Linked DNA regions of Bos taurus: region 2 is linked to region 1. A link is a contact called in public Hi-C data. All regions are on one chromosome and are shown on one strand. Each heading gives the region's core, a stretch centred on a gene start, on an enhancer-like site or on the middle of the called end of the contact. The rest is flanking DNA. Distances are from core to core; before and after follow the strand shown.

Evidence for each region. Hi-C and Micro-C count contacts between places; a contact is called where the count stands out from the background.
Region 2: a Hi-C map of liver shows a contact between it and region 1, with 4 times the contacts expected there. The contact joins two enhancer-like sites. A contact is called at or near these places in 2 of 11 Hi-C or Micro-C datasets (liver and skeletal muscle).

Annotation. Positions count from the first base shown.
Region 1 is chr4:13,414,847-13,418,625 of ARS-UCD2.0, reverse strand. It overlaps DYNC1I1 (dynein cytoplasmic 1 intermediate chain 1), which reads right to left. Exons shown (of 16, transcript NM_001046516.1): 14 at 1,406-1,546. Among named protein-coding and RNA genes, the nearest start is that of TRNAG-UCC, 220 kb to the right of the region's middle. Within about 2 kb of position 1,990, at least 34 of the 102 cell types and tissues checked have an H3K27ac peak or open chromatin away from gene starts, as enhancers often do. A contact at or near this core is called in liver, where this site is marked.
Region 2 is chr4:13,454,257-13,458,035 of ARS-UCD2.0, reverse strand. No RefSeq gene overlaps it. Among named protein-coding and RNA genes, the nearest start is that of SLC25A13, 240 kb to the left of the region's middle. Within about 2 kb of position 1,850, at least 1 of the 102 cell types and tissues checked has an H3K27ac peak or open chromatin away from gene starts, as enhancers often do. A contact at or near this core is called in liver, where this site is marked.

The DNA of each region.
Region 1 (3,779 bases), core at 741-3,240:
AATGAGTTTATTCTACCAAAGAGAAACAATATGATTTTAATCAATGGTGATGAAAGACTTCGGGGAAACCATCACATTGTGAGTAGTAGGCACCTTTCCATGAAAGGCAATAATGTTACAAACGTTTCAGTGTCTGAAATGATGGGCCCTGCAGTACTGCTTCCCTTCATTTCCAAAGAGGCTTCATTACATAACTCTTGTCCTTGTCATGTAGTTCTGGTAGCCAAAAGGAAAAATCAAAAACAGAGTTCAATGGGAAGATTTGTAAAAGCCAACTATTTGGCAGTGGTTTTCGGTGAATATAATCTTGTATGATACAATGACTCAGTAATAACACCTGAAGGATATTTCCCTGCCCCTCCCCAAAAAATATCAGGGCAGCCGCTTCTCCTCACATCCCCCAGCTGTAGGCTTCCTAATTAAAAAGGCTGAGCTGTTTCCTGTTCACAACACTTCAAAAGACCTCTCCCTTGTTCTCCACTTGACACGCAGTTTTCAGCACTTGTTCTTCTTACCTGTCCACTCATTGATGGAGAGCTACCCTGAATCACGGACCAGCTGATGACCAGACCATTTTACTGTATTAAACTGAAGGACCTTTAATATTCAGGTTTCTTTTTAAACTCCACCCCAAACTCTAGTACCTGAAAATCAGCACCTCAATAATTTTGAGTGGAAAAAAGGAATAAGACATGTGACATAATTTTACAAAAATGAATATATACAGCATGATTTTTAAAAACACTGTTTCCCTGTTGTTAATTGCCTTTTGAAAAATATTTCACTTGTGAAGTACTCCAAATGTGACATGTTAAAATATTTTTAAAAATTACTGAATTTAATATACATGTTCATAGATAGAAACTATTATAAAAGTGGTGAGTTCAGCCTCTTAGACAAGGATTATTTACCTTCTAAAAATTAAATGGACACTAGATCTAAACATCAACAGTCCAGAGAATCATCTTTTACGGATTTAAAACAAATCGTGCAAACAGCAAACACTGGCAAATAGCCCTTTTAAAAAGCCCAATCTCAAGTCAGAGTCCACAAAAGCTTACTTTTCCAAGTGTTTGCCCATAGAGTTATTTCAACACCACTCTCAAATATGCCCCAGTGTCCTTTCCCGCAGTGAAAGGCGTGAACATGTATGGTTTTGCTCTTTGCAAAGAAGGGTCGTCAATTGTCCAGGATTCTGCCACGGTTTTAGGGATGAAGTGAGATTAAATGATTTGGGGCCAAATGCATCTGCCAATTCCCTGCAGAGCAGCGGAGAATGGGGGGTCGGCAGCACAGCTGCAATTAGAGGGTCTGTCCAAAAAAGGCCGTTTCAGAGAGGGGGGGAGACGGAAAGAAGCCGCCGGCGCCCCCCTCCCAGCCCGCCGGGTCCGGCGCCTGCGCTCACCTCGGTGTCATTGTTGAGGTTCCAGAGGTCCAAGCGCCCCATCCCGTCCACGCAGGCAAAGAGCGCGGGGTGCACGGGCGACCACATGACATCGTACACATAGTCTGCATTGTCTTCAAAGGAGTAGAGCGGCTTGTTGTGCTGTAAAGCAGAGAGACCGTGAAGACTTTGTGGCGCTGCCGCTGCCTCGGGCTGTCTAGCGAGCCTAATTAAAAACTTTGCACATTCACAAAGTGTCATAAAACTTCCCGAGATGAAAGTCCTCGGGAAGGTGAACCGCAGCTTTAAAGTTACTAGAACTGTCCACTGGCATACATAAATACCGGGGGTGGGGGCGGGGAGGGACTCTTAAGGGGCTCGGGGCTGGGACGGGCGGGGAGGCGGCTTCAGACACAGTCGTGGGAGACATTCCACACAGGTGAACGGGCGGCCCGGGAACTCGGGGTGCTCGCCGGGCTACGCGATGCGAGATGTTGGGGGCCGAACCCAGGCGTGCTCTGCTCGCCGGGGTCAGACCCGCGGGGGAAGGCTCTGGAAGCCCGGGCAATCGCGGGGACCCAGAACCCTTAGCACGGAAGGCAACGCCTGCCACCTAGCGGCCGTTTTCCGTGGCTGCAGCTCTGCTTCCAATCCGACTCCGGGGCCAGATTTATACTTTAATGGTTCCTTTGCGCGGGAATGGGGTCACGTATTTTAAAGGGATCTGTAGCTCTTCGGGCACGTGAAACATCTTGCGGTTCTGAGATTCTGGTCTCTCTATCTAGGATCAGTTCACCCAAATCAGGTGGATTGGTGAGGCTCAATGCACTGTCCCTCAACCTCCGTGGAAGGCGAATCACATTTTCTAGCTCACCCAATATTTCTAAGAGCCCTGAAAATCGGTGTTTTGGGGGGAAATGCATTAACACACCCCTACTGCATACAAATGCTTTCCCTCTGGAGGGATACAATAAACTAAAATGGCACTCCTGATTTCCAGCGAATATTGTCACATCAAAATAGCACAGAAGTCAGAGGCAAGTATGAAAGTACACCAGAAATAAAACGTAATTGGACTTCATGAATTATTCATTCCATCTGGCTTGTCTTATTCTAATTTCTGCATAATGGCTTTACTAATCCCTGATCAATTAATGTAAAATGAAATTTAAATGATAATGAAAGCCCTAGAGATAAAAGAAATTAAGTATTCTTATATCCTCTGACAGAAATCTAAACAATGGGAGTTTTTTTTCCCCAATGTCTTCATCCAGTCAGCTGTCTGTACCCTCTTCATGGGCTCAGTCGAATGCCTGTACAGGCCAGAGTAGTAAGACCAAAAAATGATAACACACAATATGAACAAGCAAATCCTTTCTGCAGAAAATGTTCAAAGAACCTATCTGTGGGGAATCAGCACCAAATATCTGAGCAAATTCCCAAGATATACTGTGAGGGAAAAGAAAAAGCCCAAAATCCATGTGCTCATGGACTCCATGAACTCAAAGTGGGAAAAATCAGTGAGAGGACAATAAAACTCCCATAGCCTGAACCTAATGCAAAAATTTAAGGTAGTGACTAAGTGATTTCTCCTTCCATGAATTATCTTGCTTTGGCATTGCTGAGACATGAATACAGCTGTAAGACTATTAAAGCAACAGAAGATTTTAGGTGAGACATTGCGTGTAGGGTGGGTGGTGTGTGTGGTCTTATTTTTAATTTAAGAAGTACCTAAAAAAACATGTAACACTGTGACCACAAAAAGAATTAAATGGACATTACTTTTATAGTTTTGTATTTTACTCCTCTACATTATAACTCTTATGCCAATATAGCTATTCTATCCCATATTTGCACTCTAATTTGGACCTAAGATTACTCACCTATTTGCTATTGATGTAGCTTTTTCCCATCCTCTCTCACTGCTTGGACTAGATGATTCAAACTTACTTCTTCAGAGAATCTGAATATCCAGTGATACCGTAAAATAATATGATAACATCATCTTTTTTTTTATTAATATATAAAAAAAAGGCAGGGTAGATAAAGTAGGTAGTCCTTCATTGATCGCTTCTGAGTATTAAATTCTCTTAGTAGAAGATTATTCCTGTCCCAAATTCTTGATTTTATAGCTAGCCAGTCACTATTTGTTAGAGAATATGAGTAACACATTTTTCTTAAAATCAAACAGTAGAAAAGATTTACACATGCTTTAAAAAGCCAGTTCTCAGGACCCTTTATTAATAAACTAGCTAATAGGATAACTGGGTATACAGAGGGGTAGACACAGATGAACACAGACAGTCAATAAATATATAACTAACTTACAGTCCTTGCTTTGCTCAATTAGAAAACCATCCAGCTTTAAAGCCATCCAGGCATTTTCTAAGAAGCT
Region 2 (3,779 bases), core at 601-3,100, 40 kb before region 1:
TACAAACTGTTACAGTGCAACGTGATATGACGTGAACTGAACTGGACCATCTTAAAAATCTCTACTGTAATTGGAAAATGCCGTTCTTCAACAAAAGTTGGAAATAATGGAAAAGCAACTTAAAAGTAAGTATCTATGGGTACTTGGCCTCAAAGTGTGTCTGGAGGGAATGGAGACAGTTTACAGAATGTGGGATTTGTTGGAATTACTTTTGGACATAAAATCTCCATCACCCCTAATGGTGGAAAGTCTTGCTCTATTCCCAACAAGTTACCTGCTGTCCCTAAACTTAAAGGAGGAGATCTACCACTGCATTTTGCTACCCCCTCTCCCATTCTTATATCAATGAAAGCAAATTACTGACTAACCCACACCAAAAATTTGTGGAATTTTCTTCCTGGGCAAAAGGTGTGTGTGTGTGTGTGTGTGTGTGTGTGTGTGTAAACACAAACATATATGTATCTATATAAATACATATATGTTTGAGTATATATGTATTTGTGTATTAAAATGTCATGTTCCTTTTTCAGAGGAGTGATCTCAAAATGTGAATTTTTGTTTTGAAGCAGAATTTCCAATGTAAGTTCTAAGTATGGAATATGCTTAATTAATTTGAAAATTTATGAAGAGTTAGCTACTCCGTGTAAGAGGTTGCTTTCTCTGACGACCTCTTCATTAGGGCCAGCTCCAGTGTTATGAAAGGTTTACACTCTGTTAGAGCAACATCACATCAGAAAAAGGAAAAACTGGGGAGGACGGAAATTGAAACAGGTCTTTTTCCTTCTAAAGACAGAAGTGAAGTGATTGCTGATTCTGAATCTTATTACAGTGAAAGCAGAGACTTCTCCACACTTTTAATCTCAGCCTTTGTCCAGTCTCATTATGAAATGTGTATTTCCCCTTCTGAACTGAAGAAGCAGTTCACACTTGACCTGGAACTTCAAGTTACCTGTGACCGCTACTTATTAAGTAAGTGATTTCTTTCTTTTTAAAAACAGTTTGCCTGTCTGAAAGTAAAAGAGAAAAGCCATTATTTCTGGCTCTTTTGAGGACTTGAAATTATTGTGACATTTCTTCCTCTTCCTCCGTTTAGAAAGTGTCTTGATTGGCTTAATAACTTACCATTCTAACCATACATATCTAAGTTATTGCAAATTATTAAGGCATTTGAAATGAGTTGGTTATAAAGGATAACTACTATCTCTATTAAAGTTATGACATGCAGATTCGTGAAGCATTCCATATTTTGGGGGCTTCCCTGATAGCTCAGTTGGTAAAGAATCTGCCTGCAATGCAGGAGACCCCAGTTTGATTCCTTGGTCGGGAAGGTCTGCTGAAGAAGAGATAGGCTACCCACTCTGGTATTCTTGGGCTTCCCTTGTGGCTCAGCTGGTAAAGAATCCACTTGTAATGCGGGAAACCTAGTTTCAATCCCTGGGTTGTAAAGATCCCCTGGAGAAGGGAACAGCTACCCACTGCAGTATTCTGGCCTGGAGAATTCCATGGACTTGTATAGCCCATGCGGTTGCAAAGAGTTGGACACGACTGAGTGACTTTCACTTTCAAAGATAAATTACAAAATAATTATCATTGGAGCCCTGAAGTAATTAATAAATGCTTTAATTTCTATAGACAGTAAACTCTAATTTACTTTTTTTCTACCTTAAAAATTATACTTTTGGGGGAGTTTTACTTCTGGCCATGACAGACTAGGAGAGAAAACTAGAAAACTGGGCAAAACACATTATATGGCAGTTTTAAGACATTGGATATGAGGCAGAATAGATCTGTGACCTGTGAGGGAAAGGAGACAAAAAGGTGAGACCTACTGTTGCACCAGCTTTCCGCCTGGAGGCAGTCTCCAGCCACTGTGCAGGGAAGAACCCAGACAGGGCCCAACCTTCTCCCCAGGTGAAAAGATGTAGGTCAGAAATCAGAGAAGCCAGGACAGCTAGAATTTTAAGACACACAGAACAGCCAAACAGGAGTGAGCTGATCTGAGAGACAGCTCTGGAGTTTTACAGAGCGTTCCCCAATCTTTGAGTGCTGGGAGGAAACTACCAGGCTTGGAAAAGAACCACTGGAAAGGAAGAAGCAGAAAAATTCTGGAGCTCACAGAGGAGAAAGAGTTTGTTTTCCCACCAATTGGAGTAGAATTTTCCTCCATAATATATAGAACATCAGGTAGAATCCTTAGAAAAAGTGTCTTAATAGTGCAAAATAAGAACTATGATAAAGGCTGCTCTGCCCTTAACAAAACTCAAAAGCAGACTTCACAAAGATCTGATTCCAAGTAATTTAACTCCTTGTCAGAACACAATTTGATACTATTTCAAACAATATTAAAAAAAGCCCCACAACTCACAATAAGAAATCTAATAAAAAAACTGTCACCCATAACAGTAAGGAAAATATCAATGTAAGCCATAAAAAATGAAAAATCAACCAACAGTAATAGACCTAGGAATGACAAATGTTAGAAGCAGCAGCAAGGCCAGTAAGACAGCTACTATAGGTAATACATAAAGTTAAGGTCGGGGTAAACACAGACATTATATGGAGAGAAATGGAAGATACGAAAGGTAGAACAAAAATTACAATATGTCCAATGGAAAATTAATGGAATGTCTGACTATGTTAAGACATTATATAAGTGAAGATCAGTGAGCTTGAAGGCACAGTAAAAAGCGTTCCAGAAAAAAATATTTAAAGAAATAGTATTCAAATATTTCCAAGCTTAAGATTATATACTCACAAATCCATGTGGCTCATTGTACCCCAAGCAAAACATATGTAAAGAAAGAAAACTACAGAGCTATATATCATAATGAAAATGATGAAAACTAATGAATGATAAAAAGAAAAATCTTAAAAGCAGCCACAGGAAAAGTTCCTATAACCTATAAGGAAAGATGATAATAAGAGAACAAACATTTCTACTTGGAAACAATTTAAGGCAGACAACAATAGAGTAACATCTTTAAGGTATTGAAAATATAAAGCTAACCAAGAAATCTATACCCAGTGAAATCTTTTAAAAACAAAGGCAAAATAAGACAGACAAAAACAAAGAGAATTCAGAGTATTGTTGTAATTGCACTGAAGGAGATAGTCCATGGAATTCTTCAGGCTGGAATACTGGAGTGGGTAGCCTATCCTTTCTCCAGTGGATCTTTCTGAGCCAAGGATTGAACCCAGGTCTCCCACATTGCAGGTGGATTCTTTACTAGCTGAGCTATCAGGGAAGCCCAAGAATACTGGAGTGGGTAGCCTATCCCTCCTCCAGGGCATCTTCCCAACCCAGAGATGGAACCCAGGTCTCCTGCATTGCAAGCAGATTCTTTACCATCTGAGCCACCAGGGAAGCCCATTAAAGATGTTCATGATAGGTCATCAGGCAGAACACAACTGATACCAGATGGAAATTTTGTATCTAGACAAATTAATGAGTTTTTTCAGAACTGAAAATAAATGAATAATTACATTAAAAAAAATTCCTTAAAAGATAACTCACTCTTTAAAGCAAATCAATGATGATGTATTGTGAGGTTTATCGTTTATATGTTGTTGTTGCTTAGTAACTAAGTTGTATATGACTCCTTTTGACCCCATAGACTGTAGCCCACCAGGCTCCTCTGTTCATGGGATTTCCCAGGCAACAATACTGGAGTGGGTTGCCATTTCCTTCTCCAGGGGATTTCCTGATGCAGGAATCAAACCCACATCTCCTGCATTAGCAGGAGGGTTCGTTACCACTGAGCCACCAGGGAGGCCCCCAG